Linked DNA regions of Sus scrofa: regions 2, 3 and 4 are each linked to region 1. Evidence: chromatin contacts called from public HiChIP or PLAC-seq data. All regions are on one chromosome and are shown on one strand. Each heading gives the region's core, a stretch centred on a gene start, on an enhancer-like site or on the middle of the called end of the contact. The rest is flanking DNA. Distances are from core to core; before and after follow the strand shown. Region 1 overlaps KNTC1 (kinetochore-associated protein 1). Region 2 overlaps ABCB9 (ATP-binding cassette sub-family B member 9). Region 3 overlaps VPS37B (VPS37B, ESCRT-I subunit). Region 4 overlaps HIP1R (huntingtin-interacting protein 1-related protein).

Region 1 (2,981 bases), core at 314-2,813:
TAGAGATAAGATCAATGTTAACATTTTGGTATACATTCTTCCAAATGTTTTTTATATAAAATATGTATGTAAATCACTTCTATTCCTATTCTGAACTTAAAGTTTTTTATTTTGGAGTTCCCGTCATGGTGCAGCGGAAACGAATCCGACTAGGAACCATGAGGTTGCAGGATTCGATCCCTGGCCTCACTCAGTGGGTTAAGGATCTGGTGTTGCCGTGAGCTGTGGTATAGGTTGAAGACATGGCTTGGATCCTGCTTTGCTGTGCCTGTGGTGTAGGCTGGCAGCTGTAGCTCCAATTCAACCCCTGGCCTGGGAATTTCCATATGCCATGGATGTGGCCCTAAAGAGCCAAAAAAAAAAAAAGCCTCCATTTTGTTAACATCCATTAATAACTTCACTTGTCACTTCTGATCTCTAGTGCTCAAAGGCATAAGATTAATTTTTTTCAAAAAGAGGGAATATTGGAAACTTCCATATGCTTCATCCATAGCAAAAAAAAAAGAGAGAGAAAGAGGGGGAGAAAGAGTCTTGGTTCAAATTTATGGCCCTTAAATGTATGATTTTCTTCAAGCATATCTGTCTAAAAAGCCAAATAATTTTATACATAATTTTTAGTAATATAGTTTAGTCTTAAATTTTATAGTTTATCAAACCACTTTCTATTTAAAAAACTGACACTCATGAAAATGCTTCTGTGTTTCTTCTCATTTAGATGTTTCTTAATGGATCATAGTAGATCATCAAACCTTTTTCCAAGAAGAATAAGAAGTTTGGATTCTGCTATTAACTGACCATATTTATTGTAGGTTTAAATTGTGCAGTGTGTGTTATAGCTATTGTCAAATGTCCTTCAAGAAGAAATAACCAAGATGCTTAATAATAGACACTTGTCGCATAAAGAACTCATGTCCTGAATTAATAAATCTTTTTTTTTTTTTTTTTTGCCAGTTACGTATATGACTTAAAGAAACTCTCAGTTTTTTGCACTCCATTATGAAGGAAAGTATTTTGCTCCTCCCCCGTAAGAAAAGCAACTACTTCTATTTTGTTTCTTCCACCTATATAAACATCAGTCTTTTTAATATCGTTCTGGTAAATATGTATATAATCTAAGCTGCAGAGTGTATCAGTCAGTGACCAGCCAGAAATATGGCAGCCACCCTAGGTAGTTCAAGCAGAGAAGGATTGAGGGTCAGGAATTGATTACAAAGGTGTCAAAAGGACTGAAAGGCAAAGGGGAGATTGGAGGGTAGTGCTGGAGAAGCTAAAGGGAAGGGGCTGTTCCCAGAACATCAGAAGCTGCCTTGCCTCTGAGCTGGGGCATTACGGGGAACTGCTGTTCAGGTGGCTGAGCCTCGGCCCCAAAGCTGCCGAGTCATGCTGCCGGCTGCTAAGCCATCTCTGAAAGGTAAGAGAAGCAGCATTTTGCTTTCTCCCACCTTCTAGTTCTCTAATTGGCGTCAGTGCCAAGAAATGACAGGACTGAACAGAAGCCATCTGGCAGGGAGTCTGGAGGAGGCTGTCTGCAGGCCGGAAGCCTCCAGTAGGGCAGAGGCTGGCCTGCAGGGGCAGCATGGAGCTGGAAGGCGGCGCTGATGCCCCACTCACAGAATTGCTCGTCACACCTCTCTCTCCCTTCGCAGTTTTTTGTTCTATTTGTGAATAAACTCAATTTGATTCTGCTAGAATTCACTTGCCTTTGTTTTGCCTGTTGAGAAAAATAGTATTTCTCAATATATAGAAATACTATTTTTAGTATTTCTCAGTGTATAGAAAACTTAATGTAATATGATTCAGTAACATGGGTTTGGGACTAAAACCAGTCTGGGTTTGACCTCTGACTCTCTCGCCTACTAACTGTGTGCTCCTGGGCAAGTTACATAACATTTCAAAGCCTTAATCCCCTTATTTGTAAACCTCTTACTTGTAGGAGATTTAAATGGTCATCCACTTACTCTTCTGGACATTTGCACCAATATCTTTCACAAAGCTTTTTCTGTATTGGAGTTATGTCCTTAAGATACATTCCTAATAACAGATTTACTGGTTCAAAGGAAATGAAGGACCTTTTAAAGACAAAGCGAAAATGGCCAAACTGCATGCATTTCTAAAGGTCTTCTTCACAGAAGCCAGTTCCTACCAGAAACCCTTGTCTGTTTTACTTTCCCTATCCTCCCCAAGGATACTTTTTAAAACTTGTTGCTACTTTGATAGGTGAAAATAGTGTCTCAGCATTTACATTTGTGTTTCATCAATGTCTATGTGCACCTTAAGAAAACTAATTATAAGGCTGAGATGATAAGTAGAGTCTGTGACAGTATTCTTGGGCATGAATGTGCAAAGAACGAAAGGGTCAAGTGGTGGCACTAGAACGCAGCAAATGAAAATGAAATTTTGAGCTTCCTGCACTCAAGCCGGGCTAAAAGGAGTTCTTTCCCAGCCTTAACCCTGGTTTCATTATTCAGTATAAAGTTCTGGATGTTAACTAGATTTATTGTGACGATCATTTCCTAGTATGTACAAATATCAAACCCCTGTGTTGTATACTTGAAATTGATGTTATGTCAATTTACCTTAATAAAATAATTTTAAATTGGAAGTAGATCAAATAAATGGGAAGATTAACACGCATACAAATTCTGACAGGTAACGAGTTTTTGATAAGCCAAAGAAGTGATTTTTTTGTAATATAAATATATTTGGATTTAAGTTCAAATATATTCTGCTGTATAGCACAGAGAACTATATCTAGTCACTTGTAATGGAATATGATGGAGGATAATGTGAGAAAAAGAATGCGTGTATATATATATATATGTATGTATGACTGGGTCACTTTGTTGTACAGCAGAAATTGACAGCATTGTAAGTCAACTATAATAGAAAATAAAAATCTTAAAAAGTTCAAATACATAAGTGGCCAGGATCCTTTTTGTTGACTTTTTATTATATTTTTATTATTTTTTTTGGCCACACCT
Region 2 (2,981 bases), core at 332-2,831, 220 kb after region 1:
TGTCTTTGATGGAAAAGAACAGGTGGCATTTGCTAGGTCTCCGCTTTTCTGGGAGGCAGAGAAGTGGCAGGGATTTAGAGCAGCTATGTCTCTGCTACCCTGCACAAGCCCTGGGGAGACAGACAGATGGACAGATGTGAATGTCAGCATCGGGGGTCCTGGGGATAGGACCTGAAGGGCACAGACGGGGCTCCTGGACACTGGGGGCAGGCCCAGGACCACCCAAAGTCTCCCATGACTGTACGATGCCAGGCCAGAGCAGAGATGGTCTGATGGAGAAACCAAGCCAGGCGATGAAGCAGAAGGCCCAGGAAGAGGTCAGAGGTCAGGGGTCAGAGGTAGTATACTTTATTGACCGGTTCTCCCAACATCTTGCAACACCCCCCTCCCCCCACAAAGCCAGACCTAGGCTTTGCCAGCATCCTGTCCATCAGACAGGGAAGAGAATGCGTCTCCCAAACATCCGAAGGGCGTCGAGGTGACTGTCATCGTTGGGAAGGGGCCGCCAGCCGGGGTGGGGGGAGGGAGGGGCAAGGCAGGGGGAGGGGCTCAAGCTGGGTGCTGGGCTGGGGACACCCCGAGGCTTCGCCAGGCCTGGCCAGCCCCTCACTCCCCCAGTTAAGGTTGGTAGTGGTTCACAGTGAGACTGGCTTAGATCTGGGCAGGCAGGAGCCTTCCACTCCCGCCCACCCTTGGCCTGACTCACGAAGCTGGGAAGAGCAAGAGACAGGAAGTCCCCCGCCTGGGATGGGGAGCCCCTTCTCTCCAGGGGCAAAGGGTAGAGGCTGCATACTCCCCTGATGTCCCCCAGGCTCTGAGGAAGGGTCATACGCTCCCGGCTCAGAAGTTTCTAGAATGTCTTGGTGAACTTGCCAGTCATTACTCCCAATTAGAAAAACGTTTTTGAAATCTAGGAGATGACTGGGGCCCATCAAACCAAGCAGTAAAAAATCTGGTTAAGATCTTGGTTTAAAAAGGTAGCTCTACCTTCGCTTAGCAGCCTTGGGAGCCAGATGGAGAAAACAGCGGTATCTCCACCACCAAGACTGGAGGGGGTGGCTCACGGCAGCAGGGGGCTGGTGGTGGCCCGGGGAACAGGGTGGGAACTGGGGGCAAGGTGCAGGAAGCAGTGACATGTGGGACAGGGCAGGTGGCCCTCCAGTGCCTTGGGCCTGGGCTCAGAGGGCAGTGGGGGTGGTGAGGCCCTCCTCCCCCACCATGGGCCCATCTGCCAGGCGGGCACTGGGGCCTCTGCCCCACTGGGAGAGGTGGGGCCATGGTCAGGCCTTGTGATTGCCATTGCCTGGCGTTTCCTGGTGGCCGGCTGTGTAGTCTGAGGCGGGCTCGAGCCCCAGCATCTGCCGCTGCACCAGCTTGGCGTAGAGGCCGCCCTGTGCCAGCAGCTGCTGGTGGGTGCCCTGCTGCACGACTCGGCCCTTGTCCAGCACCACGATGAGGTGCGCCCGCTCCACTGTGCTCAGCCGGTGCGCGATGATGAGCACTGTGTGCTTCTGCAGGTTGCCGTGGATGGCCTGCTGGATCTGGGAAACAGGAGGGGCCAGCTCACCCTGGCACCGCCCCAGCCACCCACCACCCCGCCGGGTCCTGGCTCAGATCCCAGATCTACCACATCCTACAGTTGCTCAGCCTCTCTGGGACTTCCTCATTTATAAAGCCAGGACTTGCAGAGGACTTGCTTCCTGGATATTTGTCCACAGGGGACAGAGTTCAAAGCCTGACACAGGGCAGCGCTCGATGACTGTCAGAGAGGCCCCAAATAGGGTTGTCCCCTGGTCTTTCTGCTCCTTCCTCTAACTTGGCCGTGGTTGATGGTCTCATGGGAAGCCCCAAAGCTCAGGCCGACAAAACAAGGCATCACCCTCAGTTTTTTTCCCTGGTCACCCAATTCCAGCCCAGCAGCAAATCCTGCAGATCCATCTCCCACGTGCTTTGTCCTGTTGCATCTTTCCACCTCTGCCACTGCTCCTTCTTTCCTGAATGCTTGCAACTTTCCTGCCCCACTCCCAGCCACTCTCCACATGGATTTAAAGTTTTTCTTTTTCATTTTACAGCCGCACCTGCAGCATATGGAAGTTCCCAGGCCAGGGGCTGAATCAAAGCTGCAGCTGTCAGCCTATGCCACAGCCATGGCAATACCAGATCCGAGCTGAATCTGCAGCCTATGCTGCCACTTAAGGTAATGCTGGATCCTTAACCCACCCAGAGGTCTGGGATCAAACCCGCACCCTCACAGAGACAACATTGGGTCCTTAACAAGCCACAATGGGAACTCCTGGATTTAAATTTTTTAATCAAGTCTTGTTGAATTCCTGCTCCAAGCCCTCCAAGAGGTTCTTGTCCCATTTAGGGTAGAATCCAAATACCTGGGGGAGTTTTAGGTCCATGAAATTATTCTACATAATATGACATTCTGCATTTTTTCAACACAGTGACCCCTGATGTGAACTCTGGCCTTGAGTTAGGAATCATGCATTGATACCAGTGCGTCAATTGGAAGAAATGTACTGCTAATAAAAGATGTAACAGGCGACACTTTTTGCGGGGGGGGGGGAAGGGGGGGCCCTGAATACAAGAACTCTGTACTTTCTGCTCAATTTAAACCTAAATCTGCTCTAAAAGAAAAAAATCTATTAATGGAAGAAAAAAAAAAAAAAGCTAAATTCCTTAGGGCCTGAGGAGCTTGTGTCACCCTGTGACTCTGTTCAAGCCTCATTCTGCCCAACCCCCAGCCACCAGCCATGCTGACTTGCAGGCTTGGCTGTGGACCTGTTCTTTGCACCCACTGCCCCCTCTTCCTGGGACGCTCTTACCCAGACCCCGAGGGCTGGGTCCTTTCCTTTCTGGTCTCAACTCAATTGGTACCTGGTGACCCTGGTTTTGTTGCTGCGAACTGCAGAATTCCTGGCACATGTGGCCCCATCCAAACCCTGCCCTGAGACAGCCTCACTCCAGTCCGTCTC
Region 3 (2,981 bases), core at 333-2,832, 170 kb after region 1:
AGCACTAAAAAGAAGCTCTGCCCCCGCCCCCCGCTGACAAAAAAAAAAAAATACATCTGCCTTTTTTCTGTGCTGTTTGAAAAAGGTGAGTCTTCTTTTCCTAAATTCGTGACACAGGAGTTCCCGTCGTGGCACAGTGGTTGACAAATCCGACTAGGAACCATGAGGTTGTGGGTTCGATCCCTGCCCTTGCTCAGTGGGTTGAGGATCTGGGCCTTGCCGTGAGCTGTGGTGTAGGTTGCAGACGCGGCTCAGATCCCACATTGCTGTGGCTCTGGCGTAGGCTGGTGGCTACAGCTCCGATCGGACTCCTAGCCTAGGAATCTCCATGTGCCACGGAGGCGGCCCTAGAAAAGGCAAAAAGACCAAAAAAAAAAAAAAAAAAAAATTCGTGACACAATTCTATATATAAATTATTTTTTTGCAGCAGTAATCACTGTCTTAATCTGAAATTGCCCCCAAATAATATTTCTCTCCTGGTAGTACAAGAGCTTGAAAATGTGCCCTTCTCTCAACTCTTTATTCCTGAAAGATCACCTTAAAAGAGTTACCTAATTTGGTCTTCTTTATCTGATAGGCTTCAAAGAGCACCTGGAGTTCCTGGTACTTTTGGGTCAAACGTGCTTTCAGAGAGTCCAGCTGGGGCTGGTACAGAAGGTTGCCTTCCGCCAGGCTCCGGTTGCTGGCCAGCGTCATTTCTTTATTAAGCTGAACGTTCTGCGTCTGCAAGGACCATACAGGGTGATGAGAACCGGCATGTTAGTCCCCGAGCCCCACCCCTGGGGTAGGCTGGGCAGCTAGCCGCCCCCACCCCGACTCCAGTCCCGATTTCTAGTCTGGACAGTTTGGATGCTGCTCCCCATTCTTAAAGAACAAGGCCACTTTCTCTCCAATGTGTCTGCAGGACAGGCTCTGTCCCAGGAGCTGCCTATCGAGGCTTTCGCCCCATCAGCTGGGCTGTGACAGGAATTCCTTACCACGGCTGCCGTGCCCTCAGGAGTGAACAGCTCTAAAGACATAGGGCTAGATTCTTCCATAACAAGCCGCTGCTGCTCCAGACAAGTTAAAGAACCACTTTTTATCAGAGGAGGGCCAGTTGGCGTAGTGTCAACTCAGGCTTACTCACCAGGTTTCGAGATCAAACACTGAGACTCTGGGAAGGAATCTGCTCAGTGACCCTGTTCTATTCTCTCCCCACGCCCACCACTGGCTCTTCTGTGTCTGAGCTCCCTGGCTCCTGTGGGAGATGCCTGGACCCCAGGAGTGAAAGGGGGAAATGGGAGGTCTGAGAAAAGGTGAGCAAGTCCTAGGAAACATAACCCAAAGCGTATGGGAACAGAAAAGCAAAAACACCAACACATGGCAGCCTAGTTCCCTTTCCACTTGCTCAGGATGGGCTCCTCCACCACAGTCAGCCCTCGGCAACCTTGCCTTCAGGATCTGAAGTCTCAGTAGTACTCGATTCCTTCCCCTCCCCCATCTGCCCCCGTTTCTTTCAGAAGCTCGCCTTCAGCCCCACACCAGTCATCTCATTCTTCCCTTAATATTTTCTACACCCCACCCAAGCTGGGCTATTTTCACCACTACTTCCTTCCTCTTGCTGGTCTGACTGCAGATTCCCGGCCTCGTGGCCTCTGTTCTGCACCCCTCCCCCCTAGCCATACCCTTTCGTGCCTGTGCACAGTTCCCAGTGTGCACGTGCACGCGCGTGCGCGCACACGTTAGAGAACAAAGAAAAAGCCCTTGGAAGCGGGCTCCAGAGGAGGCCCTGAGCACCAAGCAGGGGGGGAGGCGTCCTTGGCAGATGCATGACCTGCATCTCCTACTGGGAAGATGGGCCAGGGCCCTCAAGATGAGGCTCAGTTTAAAGAGGAATTTAAATTAAAATAGAAAATTAAGTCTCTAGCTCAACACTATAAAATCAGTGCTGTAGAAATACTCAACTCTTTCGGCTTTTAGCCAGCAAGGACAACGAGGCATGGAAGATCTAGTTTAAGTGGGGTTCCTGGTCCTGCAGGGCTTTGGAAGGAAGGGGGCTTCCCTCACCCCTGAATCCCCCACCCACAGCAGTTTGCCCTCCAAGTGCGCTGTATCCCCAGGTCCTGCAGAAGACTCTTTCCTTAGATTAAGCCATTAAAAAGAACAAAGAAACAGAAAGAAGCCATTGTACTCTGGAAAACAGCTTGGCAATCTCCTTTTTTTGGCTATGCCCATGGTATACAGAAGTTCCCAGGCCAGAGATCGAACCCTTGCCACAAGCAAGAGACCAGAGCCGCTACAGTGACAATGCCAGATTCTTTTTTTTTTTTTTTCAATGCCAGATTCTTAATCTGCTGCACTACAAAGGAACTTCACAGGCAATCTCTTTTAAAACTGAATGTGCATCTACCACACCATCTAGAAATGATATGCATGGGCATTTATTCCAGAGAAATCAAAATTTATGTTCACACAAAAACCCACACATGAATGATCAGAACTGCTCTCTCTGTAATCAACCCAGGTGTCCTTCAGCAGGTGAGCAGTTAAAGAGAGGGCTACCTCCGCACCTCAGAGCACAGTCCAGGAATAAGGAAGATGAGCTGCTGAGATGCATGGCAGTTTGGAGGGAGACCCAGGGAATTAGGGTAAGTGGGAAAAAAAAAAAATCAGGGAATTCCCATTGTGGTTCAGCAGTAATGAACACAACTAGTACCCATGAGGATGCAGGTTCAATCCCTGGCCTTGCTCAGTGGGTTAAAGATCAGGTGTTGCCATGAGCTGTGGTGCAGAGGTTGCAGACGAAGCTTGGAGCCTGCATTGCTGTGACTGTGGTGCAGGCCAGCAGCTGTATAGCTCTGATTCCACCCCTAGCCTGGGAACTTCCATGTGCCATGGATGCGCCCTAAAAAGAAAAAAAAAAATCAACCCAAAGTGTCACAGATCCTATCCTTCTGTGCATACAACATTCTTGAAATTCGCAAACTACAGATATGGGGACA
Region 4 (2,981 bases), core at 125-2,624, 140 kb after region 1:
TGTAAAGAGCCAGACTATGTGCCTCAGTCTGCTTATCTGCCAAATGGAGATAATCCTAGTACCCCATAGAGCCCTGGGGTGGCTACGAGGCTTTACAGGACATCACGGTACCTGGTGCAGAGTAAATGCTGCATTGAGTAGCAGCTAACTGTGCACAGGAAAGCAGGCTGGACTGAAGGAGTCGAGCTAGTGCCTTCATGGGTTCTGTCCCTGCGCACCAGCCTGTAAGTGAGGAGGGTGGGAGCCAGGGCTGCTGGGAGAGGAGCAGATCCGCCGCAGGGGGTGGGCCGACTCGGGAAGGCGGAGAACAGCCCATCCTGGAGGAGTGGTCCTGTGGTGCCCCCCCTTCCAGGACAGCAGGTCCTGCCCCCAGGTGATGCCATCCTCTGAGAGATACTCGGCAGTGTGTGTGTGTTGGGGACCCCAGAGAGGTCAGGGGAAGCCAGCTGTGACTTCCTTGGCAGAACGGCCACCCTCCTGACCTTGCCCCCAGGCCAGCGCCCCATTTGTGAATGAAACCCTCCTGGGCACCGAGTCCAGCAGCTCGAAGTGGAAACTGGGGTTGAGCCTCGGCCTGCTTGGCTGAGGGACAGGGAAACCCAGCCAGCTAACCTGAGAGGCCCGCCTGAAGAGACTCTGCCAGCCGGTCTGCTGTCAGCGATACCCTTCCCCCTGCTCCACCTGATCCCAGGGTGGACTCAAGTATCACCTTGTTTGCTCTCCTGCTCAAGCTTTCCTGGGCTTCCCTAGTTCTCGCGATATTATTCTTCCCAAACACTGCAGCCACACCGTGTTTAGATCTGCTTCACAGAGAGAGAATTCCCTTGTCTCCTCTGAGCCCCTAAGCACAACTCCTGAACCCCCAGATCCTCAGGCAGGGACTGTGTTGACTCCTCTTGTGCCCTAGCACCCAGGAGTGCCTGGCTCAGGGGACACGCTCAGCCTGTGTGCGCTGAATGAATGGGTGCCACCAGGACCTGTGGGTCTCCCTTCTTTGATGTGGCCTCTCGGTGAGGCCTGAAAGGCTGTGGCACCCGCTGTGGGGAGAGATTGAGCCCTTGGAGAAAAGTTCAGTGGACGTGGGATTGTTTTTCCTCTTGCTGAAATAAACACAATTCCCTAAACTGCAATAGGTTCTTCCACCAGGGAGTGACTCAGCCCCCTGGCTTGAGGGACAGACAGGTCTGTGAAGTGATGTCACCAGGGCCCAGGGAAGGAAGCTGCCTGGGCTGGCTTCCTGGCCATCCTGGAGGTGGGACTCCAGCCACATCTACCTCCTCCTCACACGTGTCGCCTGCAGGGCCAGGGGAGAGGTGGTAGTGCCCTTTGCAAACTGCATCCTGGTGAGTGGGCGGATCCTGCCTGGAGCTCACGCCCTCCTGCAGAGAAGGCGGCCACAGCAGCCCTGCCTCCACTTGCGTAAACAGACAGTGTGGGGACCAGGGGGCGTGAATGAAGGGAGGAGTTCAGTCGGCAGGATGGCATTGCTCCACAGACTTCCCGTCTGTTGAAACAACCTTGCTGCAGACTTCTGGCCCAGGGCTCCCTACCGCTTTGCACATGACCACATCCAGCCACCTTCTCGGCTTTAGAAATCCTGTGTTTGCTTTCATTAGTGGCCTTTGAGGCGACAAAGCATTTGAATGACATCTTTCTGTCCTCCAAACAACTCTTGGGAAACCCTAAAGCAGGATAACCCACCTCTCTGCCAGTCTCTGTGCCCTGGCTCTCTGAAGGATGTCTTTGTCCCTGCCAAGTGCCGCCTTTAAGTGTCGTGATAACAGTACAGGGAGGTTGAGGTATGATTCATTTCAGGGTTGATTTTAAAAATAGAATTTGTTTTATAGTTGCGTTTACTATTTAACTCTAGTGGCTAAATTATTAGCTGGAGAAAGAGTCACTCACTGCCTTGCATTTAACCAGGACTTCTGTTTGAAAGTGCTTTTGTTCATTCAAGTGTTCACTCTTTTACTCATCCAGTAAAGATTATTGGCCACCAGGCGCGGATTTGGGGATGGGAGGTACAGCAGGGAGGGGCTAAAACCAACAGGATTCCTTGTGTCAAGTACTTCTGCTCAGGTGTCGGAGGTAGAAACAGAATACATGGTAAACAAATAAGATGGTTTCAGAGAATAAGTGTCCTGGGTGAAAATAACCAGGAGGATGCTCTCGTGTGTGGCTGGGGAAGGCTGCCTGGGAGGGCCGTTTTAGCTCAGAGCTGGGTGGCCCCAGAAGCACAACCAGGCCTGGAGGTGGGACCTGGCTTGCCCTGTTTGAGGGACAGAAGGGGAGACAGTGTGGCTGGAACAGAGAAAGATGTTCCAAGGGTCTTTTTTTTTTTTTTAAATGGCCTCACCCATGGCACATGGAAGTTCCTAGGCCAGGAATCGAATCTGAGCTGTAGCTGCAACCTACGCCACAGCAACAGCAACACCGATCCTTTAATGCACTGCACTGGGCTGGAGATCGAACCTGCAGCTCCACAGGGACCTGAGCCACTGCAGTTGGATTCTTAACCCATGGTGCCACAGTGGGAACTCCCTGAGGGTTTTTTAATGTAATTAATTTTTTCCTTTCTTTTTTTTTTTTTTTTTACGGCCACATCTGTGGCATGTGGAAGTTCCCAGGCTAGGGGTCATATCAGAGCTACACCACAGCCACAGCAATGCCAGATCCGAGCTGCAGCTTATGGCAACACCAGATCTTAACCCACTGAGTGAGGCTAGGGATCGAACCTGCATCCTCATGGATATTAGTTGGGTTCTTAACCTGCTGAGCCACAGTGGGAACTCTTGGAGGGTCTTTTTAATTCCTGCTTCCCAGTCAGGAAAGGGAGAGTTTCTAAAGCAAAGGCTCTCCAGTGAATCCAGGGTGGATGGGACCAGGGTCTGCGGACAGGGGTGCCACAGATCTGTATTTGTCCCATTCACGGGGGCTGGGGTCTCCCCAAGTCCACGTTCCTCTGCTGTGCAGAGCTTCCT

The links. HiChIP or PLAC-seq counts read pairs in DNA pulled down with a chosen protein or histone mark.
Region 2: a contact with region 1 is called in an H3K27ac HiChIP or PLAC-seq map of alveolar macrophages. The contact joins two enhancer-like sites. A contact is called at or near these places in 1 of 47 Hi-C or Micro-C datasets (epiblast stem cells) and 1 of 2 datasets of contacts at active chromatin or transcription factors (alveolar macrophages).
Region 3: an H3K27ac HiChIP or PLAC-seq map of alveolar macrophages shows a contact between it and region 1. The contact joins two enhancer-like sites. A contact is called at or near these places in 2 of 47 Hi-C or Micro-C datasets (blood and embryonic fibroblasts) and 1 of 2 datasets of contacts at active chromatin or transcription factors (alveolar macrophages).
Region 4: an H3K27ac HiChIP or PLAC-seq map of alveolar macrophages shows a contact between it and region 1. The contact joins two enhancer-like sites. A contact is called at or near these places in 4 of 47 Hi-C or Micro-C datasets (alveolar macrophages, embryonic fibroblasts and retroperitoneal adipose tissue) and 2 of 2 datasets of contacts at active chromatin or transcription factors (alveolar macrophages and skeletal muscle).

What each region holds. Positions count from the first base shown.
Region 1 is chr14:30,153,628-30,156,608 of Sscrofa11.1, reverse strand. KNTC1 (kinetochore-associated protein 1) reads left to right here. Exons shown (of 65, transcript XR_002338925.1): 64 at 716-805; 65 at 952-1,691. Among named protein-coding and RNA genes, the nearest start is that of HCAR2, 38 kb to the right of the region's middle. Within about 2 kb of position 1,563, at least 21 of the 83 cell types and tissues checked have an H3K27ac peak or open chromatin away from gene starts, as enhancers often do. A contact at or near this core is called in alveolar macrophages, embryonic fibroblasts and retroperitoneal adipose tissue, where this site is marked.
Region 2 is chr14:29,932,916-29,935,896 of Sscrofa11.1, reverse strand. ABCB9 (ATP-binding cassette sub-family B member 9) reads right to left here. Exons shown (of 14, transcript XM_021074072.1): 14 at 326-1,541. The coding sequence ends at 1,281. Among named protein-coding and RNA genes, the nearest start is that of VPS37B, 29 kb to the left of the region's middle. Within about 2 kb of position 1,581, at least 26 of the 83 cell types and tissues checked have an H3K27ac peak or open chromatin away from gene starts, as enhancers often do. A contact at or near this core is called in alveolar macrophages, where this site is marked.
Region 3 is chr14:29,986,897-29,989,877 of Sscrofa11.1, reverse strand. VPS37B (VPS37B, ESCRT-I subunit) reads right to left here. Exons shown (of 4, transcript NM_001243371.1): 2 at 552-723. Among named protein-coding and RNA genes, the nearest start is that of VPS37B, 25 kb to the right of the region's middle. Within about 2 kb of position 1,582, at least 31 of the 83 cell types and tissues checked have an H3K27ac peak or open chromatin away from gene starts, as enhancers often do. A contact at or near this core is called in alveolar macrophages, where this site is marked.
Region 4 is chr14:30,014,989-30,017,969 of Sscrofa11.1, reverse strand. All of the region lies in intron 1 of HIP1R (huntingtin-interacting protein 1-related protein), which reads left to right. Among named protein-coding and RNA genes, the nearest start is that of HIP1R, 7.9 kb to the left of the region's middle. Within about 2 kb of position 1,374, at least 38 of the 83 cell types and tissues checked have an H3K27ac peak or open chromatin away from gene starts, as enhancers often do. A contact at or near this core is called in alveolar macrophages, embryonic fibroblasts and retroperitoneal adipose tissue, where this site is marked.